3 separate regions of the Mus musculus genome follow, and regions 2 and 3 are each linked to region 1. Evidence: chromatin contacts called from public Hi-C data. All regions are on one chromosome and are shown on one strand. Each heading gives the region's core, a stretch centred on a gene start, on an enhancer-like site or on the middle of the called end of the contact. The rest is flanking DNA. Distances are from core to core; before and after follow the strand shown.

Region 1 (3,113 bases), core at 22-2,521:
GATTGGGAGTGTGACATTTGGTATTGTAGCGACCTCCTAGAGGAGTCCACGTTCATCTCGGTAATGTGCTCCTTCACTGGCCAAGTTTCTGGGTATGCTAGTTATTTTTGCCTTATTGTATATGTTGGAAACAAATCACTGTATGTGCCTCAATCTCAATGAGAGGGAAATTGACTTCAATTTTTTTCAAAGTAAGAGTTTCAAATAATTTCCATATTATATAAAGAGCTGTATTCAGATACAACCAAACTTTTATTTCAGAACATATTTTTAAATATACTTACTTTATTTTATGTGTGTTGGTGCTAGGCTGCATGTGAACCTAAGCATCACATGCGGGCAGTGCCTAAAGTGCCCAGAAGAGATGATTAGATCTCCTGTACCTGGCATTTCAGACAGTTGTGAGCCTCCATGTGAGTGATGGAAATCAATCCTAGGTCCAGTGCAAACCAAGCCAGACTGTGGTAAATATTTGAAGTAATTGCAGTGTAGAACTTTCCTCTGTCCTTGATATGACCATTGTCATCTGGAGCAGCCAGAACTCTGAACCACTTACTGAGCCCTCTCTTTAGCCCTCCTATAATGCAATTTTAATCTCACATAGAAAACATTTTGTTACAGCAGAATATAAAAATGTATAGCGATGCCTGTCACCATACACACAAAGCTGGTAGACCATCTTCGTATGTATGCAGCAATGACATAACATCAATAACTTTTGCAAAGACTTTTCTTTTATGGTTCATTACAAACAAGAGTAGGGGGGTGTAAACATTTCTAGCAAGCACCAAAGAACTAAATAATGAACAAGGGAATATTTTATACAATAGCCAGAGGCAGTGTTGGCCAATTTATTAAGTAAAATTTAATTTGATAATCTTGTCTTGAATGTTGGCAAAAAATGCCTGTAAAAGGAACAGAAGCAATGGGGACCATCGTAAGATTACTTGGAGGTTTCATTTTTCCATTGCTTGTTTCGCTTTAAAGTAAGAAAAAAATCATAGTGACTCAAAAGATTATACGTTATTCCAGGCTAGCAATTCTCCCCCTACTCTGTGAAAGACTGTACATTGTTCAATAAATTAAAAACTCTAAAGTGTCTACTAATTAGTTGCTTTATAAATATGAAGCACAAAAATTGATTTGCCAGTTTTCTCTTTTAAGTAAAGTGACTCATTGTTTTGATGTCTACCATATGACACATTGTTTCTTAGCTGCTCTGAGTGGCCTTTAAGAGACCTCTGCTTTTAAAAATCTTGTTTCATTTATAAAAAAAATAAGCAAAACTTGTTAGAATTTAGGGCGTGATGCCCACACGGCCATGACTACTGGGCTATGTCTCATTATTGAATGTCATACTTGAATCACTCTGGAGCTAATTTTGCTGAGAGATCCTGGGGCCTAAAGTGATAATTAACCTACCCATGGCCAGATGATGAGCACAGTTAGAATTGAAGTACAGACTTTCTGACTCATTTTCGCTGATTATATTTCTTACATGTCTTTGTTTAGATTGAGCCTCACTTACATGACCAATAAAGAATCTAAAAAATGCAGGGCTTCTTTGTGAATGAGTTTCCTCATGGGGTTCTGCCAATCTTCTTGTGGGTCTGTGGAATTCCAAAAAAAACCATGGGACAGCTGCATTATCCTCTTTCGTATTACATAGGAGAGACCCCCTAATAATGCTAAGCTGTGATATTTAGTTCATCAGTAATAACAGTTTGGATTTAGGGAACAGTTGCATTGATTAACCAATATAATTTCCAGAAGACACAGGAAAGCATAATTACCAAGCTCTGGTCTTCCAAACATCTCTGTGCAGGTTGGACTGCCCATGTAGACACAAATCCCTTCCTTACTCTGAGAGAAGAGTGGATCAGGAAGGGAGAAGAAAGGAAGAAGGGGTTGGAGGCGTGGGGTGCTGACACATGTTCTGGGGTGTAAGTTTTAATATTCAACATATTTTGAGTCCTATTGACACCTTCAGCTCTAATGACAGAGAAAGCTATTACAATGGGAATTTAAAGAAAATAGTATCAAATAGCTAAATTAAAGAAACGAAGGATTTGGATAGTTGTGTTAACTGGGCAAGTATCTTTGTCTTTCTGTTCTTCCTTTTTAATAGTGAAATAGTAGTAGAGATTCCATGTAAAAATCTTAGCGTTTGTGTTAATGCACCACAAATGCTAAAGTGTTACTATTATTTTATACCTATATCTGAGATTGGAGTTAAATGGATCTATACTAACTATTTCTATTATTTAACTGTCAACTGTTTCAGATTGTAAAATAGTTTGGCTTGGTTTAGTATTACTAAAAACTTTTGACATATTCTCTGGAGTCTCATGACTTTAGGATATAAATAAGGTCTACATAGTGACAGTTTACTCTTATAGCATCAACCTCAGAAGACAAGATACTAGCTACAACAAAGCTTGACTTATAAAAAACTACTATTGCAGAAGAAGTGGTAGAGTTTGCCTTGGATCAAGATGTGGGCAATGTGATCACTAATATCCAGTGGTTAGGTGGAGTTGGTAGCAAAGGATGTAGAGGTGAGGAGAAGGGCTAGATGCTTAATAGAAGTACTTTAATGTTTCTAGTTTCCTGATGAAGAAGGAAGCAAGATAAACTTTACCTAGAGAGAGTGTTAGAAAGCAAAAGACACGTAAACCCTTGTGTTTCTTGTCTACTGCTTAACAGTTTTAGTGTTTTGTCCTTTTCTGAACTGGCTTACTTTTTGATACACCTTTATATCCCTTTTTAAACGTATTTGATGATATGAGGATCCCATTTCTGCTTAGAGTTTGTGAGTTCTCAGAGAACAGAGTTCTTAGCAGATTGCTTGTGATGCCCTTGGCCATATGGTGTGAGCAATGAAGGTTGATGCATCAAAGATTCAGGTTTTTAAAAACTGAAATGTACAAATAAGATGATCAAAAAAGACAAAAAAATACTTGCTTTTAATAATTTGTGAAGACTCAGATGTCTTGTCATGGGCAAATAGAGTGGAGTAGTGTACTAGAGTTTGGGGAAAGTAAATAAGAGCAAGATGGGAAGAGAGTGCAGAAGCAGCAGAAACACATGGTGGAGGCTGCTCCTGGTAACCT
Region 2 (3,157 bases), core at 554-3,053, 660 kb before region 1:
CAGGAATGCTGGGAATTCTGGTGAAGGAGCTTCTACTGGGTGTTGCTGTCTGCTCCACACAGGTACGGGTCCACCAATCCTTCATGCTTAATTTGTGTGTGTATACTGTGACATGTGCAGTCCTTAAGTTCTGTGTATAACTCTATTTATGCCCAGGCACATAGAATCTTAAGTAATGAAGAAATGTATTTACACATAGATTCATGAATCATGAAAAACTATAATCACTGGTCAACATTAAACAACCTTGGGCACTAAAAACATGCTTTTCAAAGACTTGTTGTAGCTCAGTTGCAGAGGGCATGTTTACCATGCTTTAAGGTTCAGAGATCAAATCCTGGGCCTACAGACAAGCAATATAGAATTCTAAAGATTTAATTTTTGAGACAAAGCCTCGCTATGTAGTAGAGATTGCCCTGAAACATACTAGGTGGTAGCCCAGGCTAGCCTCATTTCAGGCTCTGGGATTACAGCATGTACCATGACTCAGCTCAGAAGTGGGGAATCAACCCGGACACTATTGCATATGTCAGAAAGATTCTGCTGAAGGGACCCTGTTATAGCTGTCTCGTATGAGGCTATGCCAGTGCCTGGCAAATATAGAATTGGATGCTCACAGTCAGCTATTGGATGGAACACAGGGCCCCCAATCGAGGAACTAGAGAAAGTACCCAAGGAGCTGAACGGGTCTGCAACCCTATAGGAGGACCAACAATAGAACTAACTTGTACCCCTGGAGCTCGTGTCTCTAGCTGCATATGTAGCAGAAGATGGCCTAGTTGGCCATCATTGGGAAAAGAGGCCCCTTGGTCTTGCAAACTTTATATGCCCCAGTATAGGGGAATGCCAGGGCTAAGAAGTGGGAGTGGGAGGGTAGGGGAGCAGGGCAGGGGGGGAGGGTATAGGGAACTTTTGGGATAGCATTTGAAATGTATATAAAGAAAATATCTAATAAAATAAAAGAAGTGAGAAATCATTTTATTAGATATGTCGAACCTTGTTTTGATTTCGTAATGTACATAAACCTAGCACAACTCAGATTTATTTTGCTATTTTATGTTTCTTATGATATATTTGTTGAAAGAAACACTTATTTTCCAAAGAGTAAGATGGAACATCTCTATTTCAAGAGCATTTCTTCACATACTTATCTCACAGTCAAACTCCACAGGAGGAAGAAACATCTCACCTCACTGTAAGAAATTAAGCCACAGCTAAGTGGACACCTTTGACCTACTTTCTGTGGCATCAAGGCCCTCACAGGTGTAGCTGCTCTCAGGAGTGACAAACTGGAAATAAAAGCTTACTTAAGTCACACTGTTGGCCATAAAGACAGAGTTCTCAAGGACTGGCCAACATTTCACAAGAGGCAGAAGGAATCTAGTCTGCCTTCACCCCCCATCCTCCTCCCCCCTCCCTTCAGAAGACTCTAGCTCCTAGCCCAGGGCAGATCATGGAAGTTAATTTAATTTCTCCCACTTATTATTTATAAAATATAAACAAACACTTATAATTTATAGGATAGCTATAAAAAAAAAGTCCAGTGGCCATATTAAAGTCAAAGGTTTTGCTCCGAGATATTTTTCAAGTAAGCTTAAAATTCAGGTTAGTTATATACAGCTAGTTTCAGGAGTTATACCAGGAAATATTATTTTCAGATCTTTTATCCCATTAGTTCACTAGATCATTCCAGTCCTTTCCTGGCAAGATCCACATGCTTGCTATTTTGTGGCTGTGCACTTATCCCCAGATGACTAATAAGCATAGCTGTACACGTCAGGAAGAGTGCAAACATGGCCTGAGGTCACCGAACATGTTACAGTGTGACCAGTGAGAAGTGAGTGGAAGGCCACTAAGAAAATCAATTCATTCATCTTCTCCATAGAGCATAGACGGACTGCAAATTATCAGCCTATTCTTATCGACACCGGCCTGACTTACAGCATTTTCTTCCAATCTAATTCACCGATCTATCTCAGATCACGATCTCAACACACAAACAGAAACAGATTAGCTCCGAGGAGCTGCACCAGGGCAGGGGTTTATAGCCATCAATTCACTGACATTTACAGGTTTACAGGATGTTGCTTGTCTCTAGGACCTGTAGTAACTTGAAATTTACCCCAGGAATGTCTTGGTTTACTGCCTGAACAGAAGATGGAGAACATTTTAGGAAGTGGAAACATTTTACTCAACTTTAGTCTCTAAAGTTGATACTTGTCTTGTTTGTAAGACAAAAAGCCTTCCTGGGCTTCTGGCTCAGACTATGATCTTTGCTCATGGATGTTTGAACAAGTTGATGTCTACTTGCCCGGTAGTATTTACAGATACATGCTTACTGGAGGAATAGTCTTTAACATTCATCTGGACTCCTCAGCTTCCCACACCCAGTAGAGTTCCACGCCTAGAATTTAGTTTCTCACTAAGGACTCTACTTTGTTTTCCAACTTTCATTTCTCAGCACACACAAGAGCAGTTCTTGTCACACAGAGAAGGAGTTGATGTAATTAAATCAGCTGATGTGCCCTGAAAGTAAAACCAGACATTCGTGAAAGCTGATCACCAGGGGCCATTCTGAACAATGCCTATTTCAAAGCAGCCCTAAGCACGCTCTTCTCTTTACCAAATTGGTTCCACGAAATGGAGGGAGGTGTTATTAAAACCTGATGTGATGCTGATATCAGAGATTATAATGCCTTGGGGTTGTACTGATTTGAATGTCCAAGCTTTGAAAGCACGGGGCAACTGTCAATGATATTGATAAGCTTGGCAACACACAGAAGGTAAATGATTCTTAACTTGTTACACTTGATTCTTACATGGCAACTGTCAATGATATTGATAAGCTTGGCGACACATAGAAGGTAAATGATTCTTCCTTGCTAATTGAGGGGAACAAAATTAAACACAGCTCTGCAAGTTTAGATTGTGTCTCGACATAAAGTTTGTATGTAAAAGTGAGAGGAAAGCAAAACAGTGTTCACTAATGGACAAATGAGCAAAATTTGGAAACTTAATAGCTATGATTCAAGAGGAGCTTGAGCCATTAAGAAGGAAGTCTTTGTAAAGCCTGAATGACAAGCACACCAGACTGCTGGCCCGCTACCGTCAAACAAGAAGCAAACGTGCCAAATACATCTGACAAGTTCATAGTCCT
Region 3 (3,117 bases), core at 318-2,817, 720 kb before region 1:
CTTTCTGGCAGGGGACAGTGTTCCTGCTGCTAAGTGGGATGCTTGTATCAGGGGGCCTTGTAACCTTATTAATTCTAGCTGTGATTTTTCTTATGAGGTTTAAGTGTGAAATTTCCTTCCAGGAGGAAAGACAATCCCGTAACTCTGTGTACTGGCTATAAACCACTTTAAGAACCAGTGAAGACCAGTCCACCTAGATAAGGAATTCATGGCCCTCTAGTCTATTCTGTTCAGCACAAAAATGTCGCTTTAAGGAACTCTGAGTCTCTTAAGTGTTTTGTGTCCAATTAAACAGAACTTATTTGTTTCCAGACATAGAATGTGCACAGATTTGAGCCACTTCTCTAATATGCCACGAGGTGGCAGTAGACTATCATTCTTCAGTAGATGTTCCTCCTGTTTTCTGTAGTCTGTATCAATCAGTTACCTGAGAGTTTTTACTAAAAAAAAAAAAAAGAAACAAAAAACCTGTAGGCAGTAAGGATATGCTGTACTGAGTTCAACTAATTTGATACTGCCACTCAACAAGATACAAGCGTCTGACAACATTTAAAGATACAGTCTAAAACATGAAAAATATGCGTTTAAAAACTGCTCATGTCTTTCCTCTAAGGTTAAACACACATGAACTGATTGATACCTAAAATTTAACTTTTAAATCAAGTTAAGGCAGGCATATTAGAGCATTACCATGAAGGTAAAGTCAGATGGCTCTAACCCTCCCCCACTGGTCCCGAGGGACACCCGCTGCGTGTGTGGATGCCCTGGTCCCTAGGAAGTTACTAAGTGGATTTTTATTCTATACTAAGTGAAAATGCTCGCAAAGTAAAATTTCTAGCTGATCTTTGCTATCTTACTTTAAACTGAGCAATGATTTTTGCTTTTATCCTGAAATCTAGGCACCGAGAACATCTCATTTGTGTGTGAATCACGGGGGAGGTTGTCTTGAAAAGGGATCCTCCTGCCGCTGTATGTGTGTGGGGTGTGGGGGGGGGCTGGGGGGGGTCACAAGGTTGAGCTTACTTGGTGTTCCCTTGTTCCTCAGGAACTGCCTTTGATTCTTTCTCTGGCTTCTGCTCGAGCGATAGCCAGAGTCCCTACAATGGCACTCTTTGTCTTTGTCATGCAATCCGCGAGAGTAGAGGTTGCGTGCATTCTGACGGACCGTGAGCAGGTCGCTGGGTCCCTTACACTTGTGGATTCGGAGCTTGCCGGATGTGTCCTCGATGCACTGCCAGTTCTGCAAGAGCCAGCGGGAAGCAGTTGGCGATGCTGAGCCAGTTGTTATTTACAAAGCACCCTAGCAGTAGCTAGGTGTCCGTCAGTCCGGTCCCCCATCATCACCTCCCCCCTCCCCCACCCCTGCCCCGTCCCTCACTGCTAATTCCATTAAGGAGCATAAATGAAAGGGGACTGGCTTTTAAGTGACCCTGCAGTAACTGCTCAGTTCTATTTCGTTTGTGGCAGGCACATACAGATGACAAATCATTGGGAATCAGAACTGCCTCGATGACACTGGCGCTGATAAATGAATCCTCCGCCCCCAGACTAAACAGTCTTGAATGAACCGTGTTAAAACCCTTAGTGTCCCAACACGGAGCCAGCTGTCAGCGCTGCTTCCACCAGGACCCCAAACTGCCCCATTTGTTCTGGAAAAACAAACTTGCCTGCTTTGTTCTCTGCCTCTTGGTTTCTAAAGTGAGCCTGGGCAGAGTGGCAGAGGAGCAAGACGGAGAGGAATTTAATTTGAGGCCATTACCGGCAAAGCCAACTCTGGGTATCCCAGACATTGGCAAACTCATCGTGTTTTCTTTTGATTTTCCTTCTTCTCCTACAAACTCTTCACGCCCGCAGCATGTGGTGGGTCCCAGGGAGACTGATTCGACCTTCCCAGAAAATGCGCTCTGCGGGGGTGGTAGTGGGGGTCGCATTGGGGTTCCTAGTTCCTGTTTTGTCCACAGCTGTGGGAATGCAGCAAGTTCACAGTTCTGGTTCCAACAATGTCTTTTCACCCCGGGAGGCCTCTCAGAAGCCCCTCTCCATTCGAAAGGCCCAATAACTTCTTTACATTTCAGTTTTTCTCTTACAAGCCCTAAAGGACTCACTGGTCAGTAGGAAGAATCCTGGCCTTCATTTGAAGCTATGTTAGCAAGACAACAGAGTGAGCCTGGATAAGGACTAGCACTGTTAAATGTATCCTTTTCTCCCTCCCATATACAAGTGTCGCCTGTGTGCTATTATTGTGTGTATTTCAATGCATAGGTTTCTAAGCTGACACCAGCACAATATACGTATGCTCTAAATATCCATGCGGGCTGAGCCACACATAATTTCAGATAAGTCCTGTCTTGGTGGTAAGGACTTTAATCCTAGCACTTGGGAAGTAGAGGTAGGCGGATCTCTGAGTTCAAGGCCAGACCAGTCTACAGAGTAAGTTTCAGAACAGCCAGGCCTACACAGAGAAAACCTGTCTCAAAAACCTAAAGAAGTCATGTGTGAATAGGATACCCACTCTAGTAGTGTCTATGAGTAGCTCATATCTCCCACTGGTAAGCCAATACCACCAGGAGGCGTCTCTGATGTAAAAAAGCTTGGCCAAGCAATGTGATGGTTCTGTCAGCAGATAAATCAAATGCATAGTAAATCATGGGCAAGCCTTCGCCGTGAGCAAGGGCTCTGCGGTTAACATCCATTTTCATCAAGAGAGCCGCATGCCTGTGCTATATGTATAATTATCAGAGCAGCATTGGGGCTTTCGACCCCACGCCCTGAGCATCTAGAACTCACGCTATGGTCCCACCTGAGCCTCCACACCTCTGCTGTTTCCAAATGATTATTTCAAGCCATGTTACATTCGTCTCTTTTCAGGCTTGGCCTGAAGTGCCTTGAACCTTCAAGGTCTTCACACAGAAGAGCAGGTTGCTGAAGAAAAGGCAGCTAACTACCAAGCCACGTCAGGAAAAGGCAACACAGACCACAGCAATGTGAGGACCAAGCTGCAGAAGATTAAGTAGAGGCTAGCGAGGAGGCTCAGTGACTAAGCACTTTCTGCTCTTCTAGCACATCCAGGGTCAGTTCCCAGCATCCATCTGGACCAGGCAGCTCACATCCACCAGG

What was found. A called contact is a pair of places that touch in the nucleus more often than the background predicts.
Region 2: a contact with region 1 is called in a Hi-C map of muscle stem cells, with 2.5 times the contacts expected there. The contact joins two enhancer-like sites. A contact is called at or near these places in 1 of 484 Hi-C or Micro-C datasets (muscle stem cells) and 1 of 115 datasets of contacts at active chromatin or transcription factors (embryonic fibroblasts).
Region 3: a Hi-C map of muscle stem cells shows a contact between it and region 1, with 4 times the contacts expected there. The contact joins two enhancer-like sites. A contact is called at or near these places in 6 of 484 Hi-C or Micro-C datasets (Sertoli cells, cerebral cortex, cortical neurons and 2 more) and 1 of 9 other capture datasets (embryonic stem cells).

What each region holds. Positions count from the first base shown.
Region 1 is chr1:12,115,654-12,118,766 of GRCm38.p6, reverse strand. No RefSeq gene overlaps it. Among named protein-coding and RNA genes, the nearest start is that of Gm30974, 56 kb to the right of the region's middle. Within about 2 kb of position 1,271, at least 6 of the 459 cell types and tissues checked have an H3K27ac peak or open chromatin away from gene starts, as enhancers often do. A contact at or near this core is called in muscle stem cells, where this site is marked.
Region 2 is chr1:12,775,752-12,778,908 of GRCm38.p6, reverse strand. All of the region lies in intron 2 of Sulf1 (sulfatase 1), which reads right to left. Among named protein-coding and RNA genes, the nearest start is that of Sulf1, 85 kb to the right of the region's middle. Within about 2 kb of position 1,803, at least 40 of the 459 cell types and tissues checked have an H3K27ac peak or open chromatin away from gene starts, as enhancers often do. A contact at or near this core is called in muscle stem cells, where this site is marked.
Region 3 is chr1:12,834,236-12,837,352 of GRCm38.p6, reverse strand. It overlaps Sulf1 (sulfatase 1), which reads right to left. Exons shown (of 22, transcript NM_001198565.1): 13 at 1,024-1,240. Among named protein-coding and RNA genes, the nearest start is that of Sulf1, 140 kb to the right of the region's middle. Within about 2 kb of position 1,567, at least 79 of the 459 cell types and tissues checked have an H3K27ac peak or open chromatin away from gene starts, as enhancers often do. A contact at or near this core is called in muscle stem cells, where this site is marked.